2 separate regions of the Mus musculus genome follow, and region 2 is linked to region 1. A link is a contact called in public promoter capture Hi-C data. All regions are on one chromosome and are shown on one strand. Each heading gives the region's core, a stretch centred on a gene start, on an enhancer-like site or on the middle of the called end of the contact. The rest is flanking DNA. Distances are from core to core; before and after follow the strand shown.

What was found. Promoter capture Hi-C pulls out the DNA fragments that hold promoters and counts their contacts.
Region 2: a promoter capture Hi-C map of liver shows a contact between it and region 1, with 4 times the contacts expected there. The contact joins the promoter of Gfi1b here to the promoter of Card9 in region 1. A contact is called at or near these places in 1 of 39 promoter capture datasets (liver) and 1 of 9 other capture datasets (adipose tissue).

The regions. Positions count from the first base shown.
Region 1 is chr2:26,357,399-26,363,662 of GRCm38.p6, reverse strand. It overlaps Card9 (caspase recruitment domain family, member 9), which reads left to right and starts at 2,754. Exons shown (of 13, transcript NM_001037747.3): 1 at 2,754-2,876; 2 at 4,104-4,299; 3 at 4,712-4,849; 4 at 5,648-5,952; 5 at 6,019-6,198. The coding sequence starts at 4,116. Gm13562 (a long non-coding RNA gene) reads right to left here and starts at 5,653. Exons shown (of 3, transcript XR_003953774.1): 1 at 5,580-5,653. It overlaps Snapc4 (small nuclear RNA activating complex, polypeptide 4), which reads left to right. Exons shown (of 23, transcript NM_172339.4): 22 at 1-25; 23 at 643-898. The coding sequence ends at 5.
Region 2 is chr2:28,618,546-28,624,809 of GRCm38.p6, reverse strand. It overlaps Gfi1b (growth factor independent 1B), which reads left to right and starts at 2,828. Exons shown (of 7, transcript NM_008114.3): 1 at 2,828-2,961. Gm52548 (a long non-coding RNA gene) reads right to left here and starts at 5,140. Exons shown (of 2, transcript XR_003954006.1): 1 at 3,898-5,140; 2 at 2,607-3,557.

The sequences.
Region 1 (6,264 bases), core at 1,505-4,004:
GATAGAGGTTGCTTTGAGCAGCAAGGTGAGTCCCTGGGGAGGCTGCCACCATGCAACCAGGAAGAGGCAGAGTTCAGATATGGGCTCCCTCCATCTGCTCTGGAAACACCTGAGGGATGTGGCACCAAGTCTGAAGGCTGAGCCTATAGGGATACTTGATGCTCCTTGTCCTCTGTCCTTCCCTACCTGAAGGACATGTTGCCCAGTGTGCCTCTTGGCCTTGGCCCTCCTCCCCTTTGCCTGAGTTTTATCCCCTTCTTTGCTGGGGTGTCAGCTCTCAGAGCACCCTCTGGCTGCTTTCCTGAGGTGGCACTGCTGACTCAGTGCAAGTCTTGGGGTGTTCACCACTTGCAGCCCATGAGCATAATTACCTGCAGTTCCTCTGACCACAAATCCCGGGCTCTACCTTGTTGCTTTCACTGTTGGGTCCCTGGGTGCAGGTCAGCAGGTGACCAAGGACATTGATGGGACTGAGGTGGTCAGGGCATTCTAGTTGTGAAGCCACCGCCATCCGCTGAGCTGTCTGTCCCCAGTGCAGTGCCAGCTCAGTCCTTGCTGCTCAGCAGCCCCATCTGTGTGGTCTGTCCTGACGTCTGGGGCCTGGTGAGGGGCAGGCACTGTCAAGAGTATCCTGTGTTTCAGGACAAGGCGTCAAGGGGTCCAGAATCCAGCTCTCACTAGGCAAGAGGCAGGGCCCAAGCCTGCCCAGAAGCAGTACACAACCCTCAGCAAGAAGACGGGAAGCCAGAAAGCTGCAGGCTGAGGACCAAGCTGTCGGTAGCGATCTACAGGCTGTGGTGATAGCAGTGGCCACGTGATCACAGGCTACCTGTTAACAGACTTGGGGCCGTGTATGTGAGGGAATAAAGGAAATGCCTAATTTTCACTTAAAAAGCAATGTATAGCCTTTGGTGATTTTGTCTAGAGCTGGGTGCCCACCATCAACTGGGGATGTGATTGTCTGCCAGTTCTGGGAACCTCTTACACCCTTTGCTGCCCAGGCAGCCCCTGGACCCAGCACTTTACCAGAGAGCAGAGAGAATAGAGAATCAGCGTTTCTTCCCATTTCAAGAAAATGTGTTGGGATGGCTCAATGGTTAAGATCATTGACTGCTCTTCCAGAGGTCCTGAGTTCAATCACCAACATGGTAGATCATAATGGAATCTGATGCCTTCTTCTGGCACACAGTGTACATGCAGACAGAGCACCCATACCTAAATAAATCTTTAAAAAAGAAAAAAAGGGGGGGGAGATATGTCATCTAGCCTGTACCCCTAGGCGAGGTCCCCATCTGGCCTGTATCTCTCAGGGAGGTCCCCAGAACCAGCATCTACCACAGCAGCAGCTCTCACTGGATAGGAGGCTTGTGTTTGGCATGGTGCTGAGACCCCATTGGGTCTTGTCTCTCCCTTTTTAAAAAAAAAAAAAAGCGTTTTACGTATGTGAGTACACTGTCACTCCCTTCAGACAAACCAGAAGAGGGAATCGGATCCCTTCCAGATGGTTGCTGGGAATTGAACTCAGGACCTCTGGAAGAGCAGTCAGTGCTCTTAACTGCCGGTTCATCTCTCCTTTTTCTTAGTCACTATTTCCATGACACCAGACTATACATCCTGGGCCCTTGGCTCTCCAGGATTTAGTTATTTTTTGTTTGTTTGTTTTGTTTTTGTTTTTCGAGACAAGGTTTCTCTGTGTAGCCCTGGCTGTCCTGGAACTCCCTCTGTAGACCAGGCTGGCCAGGATTTAGTTTTTACATGTGTTCATCCTCTGTGGGAAGCTTGCAGCTCATAGTAAAATGGTATGACCAGCCTAGTCCTAGTGATTGTACCAGCTGTCACTCCAGCTGATGGCCGTCACACATCCAGGGACGCGTGTTTGTCATGGCTCCTTCTAACCTCTGCACTGGGTTTCTCCATTCTGGAGAACTTGGGGTTTCTTCAGCTATCTGTGCTATTGACTTCCACTTCAGTTTTATGAGCAAAAGTTTCATGTTATTAACACTTTTAAGAAGCCACCACTGTGGAGGCCTTGTGACCTCCTTCCTGGAGTGACTGCAAAGCCATGGATGGACTCCCTTGCCGTCCTGGAAACCCAGCAAGCCACAATCCCTAGCAGTGTGGCCCCCCAAGGCCAAAGAGGACTCCTGACTGCTGCTTTTGGAAGTATTTTCAAGGCCACTGTCCCCATAGGAGCAAGCAGAGGGCCAGTAAGCTACAGAAGGGGCCAGCTGGGGCTCTGCATAAGTGTCCCACCCTTCCTTCCCATACAGCACTGGAAGCTTTTGCCTCAACTCATCTTGTAGGCTAGACAGCAGCGCCTGTCTAACAGCTACACTGGCTGGGCAGGGCTAGCAGGTCCCCACGCCCACCTCAGGCTGACTCTTGAAGGGCCACCCTGAAGGAGAGGCTGTGGCACGCAATCCATAGAGGACTATAGCTGCCTACAGCTTGTAGATTTTGACCAAGCTTTGTCCCACTGCACCTACCCTGCACCACTGTCCTTAGACGGCAGATGAGGATATGAGGCAGGGCCATGTTAGAAAAGCAACTTTCAGAAGCCTGGATCCAGGAGGACCTTGGACTGCCCATCCAGTTCAGATGAGCAGGCAGGGAGGGCTCCTCTGCTCCCAGAGTACTTCTACTTCCCTCTGTTCTGTTCCTGGATGGGCCAATCAGAAGGTAGACTGTCCCCTGCGGGAGGACTGGCTGGCTTGTGGCGTCAACCAGAACACATCAATCAGGAAGTGCACAGCCTCCTTCATGGCTCCACCCTTCTCCAGTTAGGGAACCCCTCCACACTCCCAGAGACCCAGGCTCCTGGTATGTCCATAACCCAGACAGCATCTGCTGGCAGGTAGCTCTCACAAGACCCTGAGGTAAGTTCAGTACCCTTCCAGGAAGGTGGGTGGAAGCCTGTGGTGACTGCTGGGGATCCTGGAGCGCGTAAGTACCTACAGGCAGGTGGCATCCTCCATCCTCACGCCTTCATTTGATTAATCCTTGTACACTGCAGCATAGTCCTCCAGTGCTGGACCATGTGGCTGTGGGGCTGCAATGGCAGGCCATAGGCCCAAGGTTTAGAGAAATGTCTGTCCACTGGGTCAACCAGAAAGCAGCAGGAAGCCAAGAGATGCCTCTGAAGAAGAGGCCTGCCATGGCCGTGTCTCTAACTGGAGGTGCAGCTCCGCTGGGGTTAGGGACTGAGCCAGGGGCGCTCTATGGCCACCTTAACTCAGCCCTAAAATCATTGAAGCCATTCACTGAGGCTACACTTGTCCACATGAGTAACCCCCTACATACAACTGGCCTGGTTGATTCCCATCATGTGGCCAAAGGCCAGGGCTCATCTAGCGGCAGAAAAGCAAACTGGAGGGAAGCCACAGCAGATGTCTGTAGACTGTGGATGACATTGCCTGCCCTTCCAGTATACTCCAGCCTAGCAGGAAGGCAGACATGCTCCTGCGGCCAACCCTCCCAGCCCTCCCGGAATAGCACCGTGCCACAGGCTGTTGCATCACCAGCTGGCTACAACGGAAGGCCTGAAGGGCACGGGGCTGTCAGGGAAGGAGGAAGTCAGACATAGGCCTGGCCCCCTGCACAGTGAGAAAGCCTCCAGCCAACCTGACCCTCTTAGTCCCAATCTGGAGACTGGCCAGCAAGGGTCCATGCCACCCAAGAAGGTACTATGTAGGATGGCCACTAGAGGCAAAAGCTCCTACCTCCAGGGCATGCCAGAGCACTTTTGGGTAGGGGCAGAAGCTAGAGCAGGGCTGTTGTACAAAGAGTATTCTCTTAGACCCCAACCGGTCACTTCCCTACATATCCATATGAGAAAGCCTGAGATGACAGGGGCCGGGCAGCTGCTTGGGGGTGCTCAGTTTGACAGGTGGTCTGAGGTGGCTTGTCTATGGACCTCTGCTTCCCCTCAGAAACTGTCCATGAGGCTGAGGAGATAGGGCTGAGCCCTGAAATTTCCCTAGAACGGATCCCTTCTGACCCTGCCCAAAGCCCTGCCCTGACACTCAGGCCTGGGTCCTATCCTAGGCTGACAGGGAACAGAAGGTGGGCACTTCCTCAGCTGCTCTCCCCAATTATAACCGCAGCCTACAGAGGACATGTCAGACTATGAGAATGACGACGAGTGCTGGAGCACCCTGGAGAGCTTCCGGGTGAAGCTCATCTCTGTCATTGACCCCTCCCGGATCACACCCTATCTACGCCAGTGCAAAGTCCTGAACCCCGATGATGAGGAGCAGGTGCTCAGTGACCCCAACCTGGTCATCCGCAAGCGGAAAGTGGGTGAGGACTGCTCCCACACCAGCAGGCTCTAGCCCTGCATGACCCCCATAAGACACCCAGCCAGAGGCCACTCCATGCTCTCTTCACTGCCCTGGCCTTGTCCCCACTCAGCTCCATCCCCGTGTAGGATATATGAGTGAGAGACTCCTCCCCTCTTGTCCTGTCTACCTGCTGTTGCCCAGTGGAGGAAGGGGAGTCCCCACCACTGTTCAGGCCCTGCCTGAGACAGCCACCAGAGGGAAGGCAGCACCCTGTCCCACCTAGACTTGAGACCTGCAGGGCGCCTTATTCAATGGCCCAGAAGGAAGGGGGTTGCTAGAGCTTGGGATGTCTACCCAGAGTAATCATCCTACCCATCTCCAAGAGCCTCCACCCGCCAGCCCTTGGCCTTGACTCTGTCTTCCACCTGAAGGTGTGCTCCTGGACATCCTGCAGCGGACAGGCCACAAGGGCTACGTGGCTTTCCTCGAGAGCCTGGAGCTCTACTACCCTCAGTTATACCGGAAAGTCACTGGCAAGGAGCCAGCACGCGTCTTCTCCATGATCATTGGTGAGAGGCACGGGTGTGGGTTGTTGCTGTGGGTGGACTCGGGTCCTGGCTTCTATGATGGCGTTGGAGTGACTAAGTGTGATAACAAGCCTTACGATGTAGATCAGGGTAGTGGTCCCTGATGATACTCACAGGCTCTAGGGGGCAGGGTCTTCCTGAATTGCTGAGCTCTTACTGGTCTCTAGAAGGGGAGCCCTTCTCTGCCTTTCCTACTCACAGCCTGGAAATTTCACTGAGAAGTAGTGACCCCTCTGAAGTGCCATTTCTGCAGGGCCCAGTTGTCAGCCAAGAGCAGAATCCTACAGTTCCCAGAGGGGACAGAGGTGTCCTCTCCTGATGGAAGAGCCACAACCCCATCAATTCTCATTCATCTCATAAAGAGCACTGTGAGATAAACAGGGCAGGGGCGATGGCACACACCTTTAGCCCTGGTAGTCTGGAGGCAGAGGCCAACAGATCTCTTGAGTGAGAGGCCAGACTGGACTACATAGCAAGACGTTGTCTCAAAAACCAGGGGCTAGGGGGAGAAGAGGGTCAACTGGAGTCTTCACCCAGGGCATGTGAGTGGCCCTGGGTGATGAGTCAGAATCTCAGTTCACCTGTGAGGGACAGCAAGGCCAACTGGGCCTACTGAGCACACTCAGTCTTGAGAGACCCATCCTACCAGTTTTCTCTGTGGGAGGCCAGGAATGCTCCCTCTGTCCCCCCTAGTCTTCAAATGCACACTTACGGACAAGGACCAGCACGGGGTCTGCAGGTGACAACCGCAGGCTCCATCTGACACCGCATGGTCCCCAGATGCATCAGGGGAGTCTGGCCTGACGCAGCTGCTGATGACAGAGGTCATGAAGCTGCAGAAGAAGGTTCAGGACCTGACGGCCCTTCTGAGCTCCAAGGACGACTTCATCAAGGAGCTGAGGGTAAAGGACAGCCTACTGCGCAAGCACCAGGAGCGGGTGCAGCGGCTCAAGGAGGAGTGTGAGCTGAGCAGTGCGGAGCTGAAGCGCTGCAAGGACGAGAACTATGAGCTGGCCATGTGCCTGGCACATCTGAGTGAAGAGAAGGGCGCAGCACTCATGCGGAACCGTGACCTGCAGCTTGAGGTAATCACTTTCTCCACCTGCAGGGGGTGGCCTGGAGGAGGCTGCAGCTGACTGGGCCACCCACAGGTGGACCGGCTCAGGCACAGCCTCATGAAGGCCGAGGATGACTGCAAGGTGGAGCGCAAACACACACTGAAGCTCAGGCACGCCATGGAGCAGCGGCCTAGTCAGGAGCTGCTGTGGGAACTACAGCAGGAAAAGGACTTGCTGCAGGCCCGGGTGCAGGAGCTGCAGGTCTCTGTGCAGGTAGGGAGACCCACCAGTGCACATCAGGCCTCATGCCTGCAGGGGCTTGAAGCTGGGCACACCAGA
Region 2 (6,264 bases), core at 1,579-4,078, 2.3 Mb before region 1:
GTCTAAAGCCTGCTGTGGTCTAAATATGCCCTTCCGAGATTCACATTGGACCATGAGACCTAGAATGATGACAGGGACTGGACCAGGAGTTCTCTGGTTTCTTCATCCATGGCTTGGTGCTGCTATAGATGGGGTTGTGAGGGGTGGGAAAGCTCAGTGGTTAAGGATGCTTGCTGCTTTTTCACAGGACATGAGTCTGGTCCCCAGCACTTACCACTCATGCCAGGTAGCTCACAGCTGCTTTTATCTCCTGCTCTAGGGGTCTGACACTCTCTTCTGTCCTCCATGGGTGCTGAGCACGCATGCAAACACTCAATTGCAGCCATATTAGCATACATAAATAAAAATAAAATGTTTAAAAGGGACTGGTGGGACAAAAGCATTCCTTTAGTCTTCTGTCATTTGCTCTGTATGGTCACAGCTTTAGAATATGTTTACCCCTACCGCATGTGAGAGGGTACAACAAGGGCACCGGTTAGCCAACCTTGACCAAGCACAGAAAAGGGAGGAGGAGGAAGAAGAGGAAGAAGAAGAGGAGGTGGAGGAGGAGGAGGGGGAGGAGGGAAAAGAGGAGGAGGAAGAAGATGAAAAGAAGTACCTCATTTAAGAACAGATCCATGGGGCTGGAGAGATGGCTCAGCAGTTAAGAGCACTGACAGCTTTTCTGAAAGTTCTGAGTTCAAATCCCAGCAACCACATGGTGGCTCACAACCATCTGTAATGAGATCCGATGCCCTCTTCTGAAGACAGCAACAGTGTACTTAGATATAATAATAAATATAATATAAATAAATCTTTTTTAAAAAAACAGATCCATGGAGTGCTGTTGAATAAGTGAATGAGTGTCCACATCTCTGGAGGCATCCATCCCTTAAGGACGAAATGAAGGCACGGCCTCCAAAACTGACCACTTACAGAAGCAGTGTTGGCTCCAGAGGCCACCTAAGGTGGTTTGGGTCAGGGCTGTATAGGACTGTCATGCCAAGTGGGGGTCCTGGCATGAAGGGGCTGTGTCCTGGTCATGCCAAGGACAAAATGTGGGAGTCTTAGCCTAAAAGACACCCGGGCCTGGGATCCTTCAGTGGCAGAGCCTCACCCCCTGTGGCGCCAGCTTCAGAGCCACCGTTGAACTGGTTGTGCTACACAGCAGCTTGAGGCCAGAGCTCAGCCTAACAATTGTGCATTTAGAAAGCCAAAGCTTTGGGAAGGTTATGGGGAGGGAAGTGGGTGTAAAACCATTAAAGATGTCCACAGAGGAGGATTTGAATGAGACATGGCTCAGCAGGAAAGACAGTCAAGTGTAAGTGTATGTGACAAGAAATGAGGGCTGGTCCCTGTCAGGGAACAGTTTAAAAATGTCCCACGTATGGTCTATTAAGTTTTCTGCATAGTGACTCAGTTCTCACCGAGTGCTGGCTGGTAACGTGTACCACCCAAAGAATACTCAAGACGTTTTATAAAGAGAGAACAAGGCTGGGTGTGGTGGCGCACACCTTTAATCCCAGCACTTGGGAGGTAGAGGCAGGCGAATTTCTGAGTTCGAGGCCAGCCTGTTCTATAGAGGGAGTTCCAGGACAATCAAGGCTACACAGAGAAACCCTGTCTCGAAAGAGAGAGAGAGAGAGAGAGAGAGAGAGAGAGAACAAGGGCTGGGTGTAGCTGTCTCCTATCTGTGGCCACCAGTCTGGACCTGTGTCCCCTTGGGGAGTCTGTTGTGACCTCCGGCCGCTGCCACAGGGTTAGCCCCCTCAGCAGAAAGGCCTCAAACGAAACATCTCTTTTCTCTACACTTTGAACATTGGACTTGCAGTTTCAATCGGGGCTTCCTGTCCCGTGTTTGTTTTCTTTATGGGGGAAATGTAATCTCTCCAGTCCTGGCTGCAAGAGCATGCAAATCAGCTAACAGTGCTGTTTGGTGGAGTTCTCTCTGTATGCAAAACTTCCTGGAATAAATCAGTCATCCCCAAACGGGAGGAGGCCAAGGGGCAGAGCAGGGAAAAGAAAGTGGGGACCAGGGAATGGGGCTCTGCTCAAATGGGGTGAAATGCCCTGCGCTGGCCTGGGTACCCAGAGGGGCCCCCATTGACCTCTCTGTCTCTCATGCTGCCACTAGATGGCAGCACACGCCGGCCGTGGTACTTGGGTATTCAATCTGTACTTGAACTTTGCCAGGTACAGGTTCCAAGGCCCCCAAATTCACTACCTTGCTTTTTTTGTTGTTCTTCTACTCTGTCTATTTGTGGTTCTGCTGGTCTGTGGTTGTCTGGGGGAAACTCCATTTTTTTTTTTTTTTAAGAATGAGCTCAGTGGGAGACAGAATCCTGTTGGTTAAGAGTGATCTGTACTGGCCCAGGATCCAAGAGCTTTAAACACAGGGGCCCCTCTAATGCCTCAGCGAGAAAGTGTGTGATGGTGGAATCTAGGAGAGGAGAAGCAAGAGGAAGAAGGGAGAAAAAGAGGAGAGAGGAGGAGGAGAGGAAGGAGAGGGGGAAGAAAAGGAAGATGGATGGGGAAAGAAGAGAAAAGGGGAAGAGGGGGAAGGGAGGGAAAGAAGGAAGGGAAAGAAATAAAATCTAAAGCAAGGATGAGGGACTGTAAGTCAATGCTAGACTTTTACATTTTAATAAGTTAGCCACTCTCTTTCACCCAAATGCTACTGAAAGTTTCTGGAGAAATTTCCAGTGGGTTAGAAGCTTCTGTGAAGTTTTGATAAGCAAATGTGGCTGCACTTTCGCGCTCTGGTCATTGGCTGACGCTGCAGCCGCCAGATTTTGACACAAATAATCAGATTGAAAATCAGGGAGGGGAACAGAAGGGGGGCGGGAAACACAGAAACGAAAAGGAGAAGTGTCTGTCTGTGCAGAGACTCATAACGTTGACCGAGCCGAGAGCAGTCCCCAGGGACAGTGTGGAGGTTCGTGGCTCTCGGGCAGAACTCAGAAGAGGGACAGCTCCCTGACGGTGAGTGCTGCCAGACCCGTGCTGGCTGGGCTCCGCTGAAAAGTTCGTCCTGGGTGCCCAAGGCAGGGAGGGTGTCTGCTTCCCTTTAAGGTGAGAGGAAGAATACTGTGGTAGTCTCTCTTCTGGATGCAGTGCTCATCACCAGGGGAGAGAAGAAGGAAGGAACATGGACCAGTCCCGATACCCCAAGATAGCGCAAACACCGAGCTTTCCTCCTGCGAATTCTGTGAAACTTCATTGTAGGGGGCTAGGCTTCACCCAGATACACAAAGTCAATCCCCCCCTTCACACACACACACACACACACACACACACACACACACACACACACACACAGAGCACTTTTCTAGGGGCACCAGAGGAGCCCAAATTGGTGTCCCCCTGGGCTAGAGCTGCCCTGTGCCAGGATCTCAGAAGGGATTGGTAGCTCTGATGACCCTCTCAAAAGTTCCTGGAAGCACCGGGGAGGGGAGTCAGACACCCTTTCCTTGGGAATTTACTGAAGGGAAATGACAAGGTGAGGCAGACCACAGGATGATGGAGGGGAGGCACTGCCAAAGGCTCTTGGCTCCTTGAGCATCTGTAGCTCTTCTCACCTAGAGGAAAAGGTGAGTTTGAGTTGTGGTTTTCTTAGAAAACAGGGCTCATTGCAGAGATGCCCACGGATGGATGCTGTGGTCTGTGACTGGGTCCTGGGAAAGCCAGCATTTTTATGAGACTACTGTGGGGAAAGCCAAGTCACCCTAGCTGTGGAGTTGGACAGCCTGGGTACTGGCAGAGCTGTGCCTATCCACCTGTGCTCTTCCAAGTCTGCAAAGCCCTCCATCAGGAGAGGGGTAACATTTTGATTTGGGGGTCAACCTGTAGAAAGTCCCTCGGGGAGTTGGGTGGCTCTGGATGATTTAGGTCTGATGGAATCGCCCCAGTGGTGCTCACCATTCCCAGAACTTCAAAAAGGTGGGTGCAGGTCCCAGGTCTCCCTTCACCGGGGCACAGAGCCTGCTCGCAGGCAGAAATAGCAGGAGACTCCTCCGTCTGAAGGCGTTTGCATTGAATCCTTTCTGGTGTCAGTCCCAGCCGGCCGTGGGGAGTGTGGGGGCTGTTTGCCCAGTTTTGTTTCCATTGTGGTAAAACAAGTCCATAGAACTGACCTTTTTTTTTTTTTTTTTTTTTGCTTTTGAGTTACGTGGTGTTCTTCGGCATGGGCATGGGACGTACACTCTGGTCCCGACTCCTTCCTTCTCTCCTTTCTCACTACATAGTAAAAAAACAACAACAACAACAACAAAAAAAAAATCAACCAAACAACAAACAAATGAACAAACAAAAACTTAATTTCTGATCCTTCTGCCTCCACCCTCTGTCACTGTGTCCTGAGCTACATCCCCAGTCCTTTCTTCTTTTCTTTCATTATTTTTTTAATCTCTCCTTTCTGTTTTTTTTTTTGGGGGGGGGGTCGAGACAGGGTTTCTCTGTGTAGCCCTGGATGTCCTGGAACTCACTTTGTAGACCAGGCTGGCCTCGAACTCAGAAATCCACCTGCCTCTGCCTCCCTGGTGCTGGGATTAAAGGCGTGCGCCACCATGCCTGGCTCCTTTCTGTTTTTAATTTAAGATTACTATCACTAACTAGGCATGGAGGCGCATGCCTTTAATCCTAGCATTTGGGAGCCAGAGGCAGGTAGATTTCTGTGAGTTTGAGGCCAGTCTGATCTACATAGAGAGTTCCAGAACAGCCAGTGTCTCAAAAGAACTACAAAAGTATTGTTGTTGTTGTTGTTTGTTTTTCGTGTAAGAGAGATGTGGGGCTCACATGCCACAGCACGCATGTGGAGGTCAGAGAACTACTTTACAGTGTCTGCTCTCTTTCTGCCCCGTGGGTTCTGGGAACTGAACGTAAGTCATCAGGCCTGCATGGCAAGTGTCTCACCCACTGAGATAGCTCACTGACCCACTTTATTCCATTTTTGACCAGGCTGACCCAGAACTCATGGGCTCAAGCAATCCTGACTTCCTCGAACTTATCCAGGACTCAAGATGCTTGGCCCTAGGCCGAGCACATCTTAAGAGCTGTTCATTAACTATCGAGAAGATTCATCTTGTTCAACCGTGTGTTAATCCCCAAGGCCGTGTCCTTTTGTGAAACTGAGACCCCATCCTTATTAACCAATAACTGTTCTCCTGCACCCAGCCCCTGCTAGCCTCAAATCTAGTCCTGTGAGTTTGCCTATTCTGCACAACTAGATATTTGTCCTTCTGTGGCTAGCTTATCTTGCTCCCTATGTTTGTGGGGTGCATCGTGCCACACATGCTGAAGTTTCCTTCAGTTGGATGTCTGGATCACATTGTGTGCTTTGGCCTGGCTATATTCCTTGCTCATCCATCCTGCCTAGATGGACACTTGTACCTCTCAGCTCTTGCAGATGGTGCTGCTGTGAACGTAGACGGTCAGGGGCTCTGAACTCTGTGCTTTGGTGTATGCCTGAAAGTCATCGCTCACTTTATTTATATATTTATTTGGTGGTAATGGCTACTGAACCCTGGGCTTCCCACCTGCCAGGCACTGACTTTAGGTTCCCTAAGGTGACCCAGGCTCCTGGCCGTGACTCCATGACGTGGCCCTGCAGCTTGTTTGTTGCCTCCCTCCCTTCTGTCTTGACACATAAGGAAGTCCAAAGGGTCCCCTGTAGCTGACCCTGAGAATCAGCCCAGTCTTGCCCAACCCTCCTGAAAAGGGAACCTAACTGACCAGTGTCTCAGACAAGGTAGGTCAGTCCTTAGCTGAAGGTCAACAGATTGTACATGGGATTTTAGAGTAAAGGGGAAGTTTAGAAATCTCTTAGCCCAACGGTCTCCTCTGAGAGATAGGAAAACCAAACCCAGGTTAGTGGTGCACGCGGTCACAGAATCAGACTCATCTCCCGTGGGTTGCACAAGGTTCCTGGAGTCAGGAAATCCTGATGAAGCCACTGTGCTCAAAACCTGGGTGTGCAGGATGTTCCAGCCTTCCAGGCAGCTCTGGCTGCAGTTCCAGCCTGGGTCCATTGACTAAGTCTGGATAGAAGGTTTATGAAGGATGATGACAAGGGGCACAAGGGGCCTCTTGCTGGAGCCCAGATACCATCACTGTCTCTGTTTTATGAAGAAATCCGAGTGCCTTTCACAATCTCTGCCCTGAGCTCTTTCTCAGAATGGTTCGTGTGAATCAAAACCGAGTGGTTGTTAATTAACTACATTATAGGTAATTGGTTCCCCTTTCTTTCTTTCTTAACTCAGCTAACAAGGGCCAAAAGCAAACTCTCTG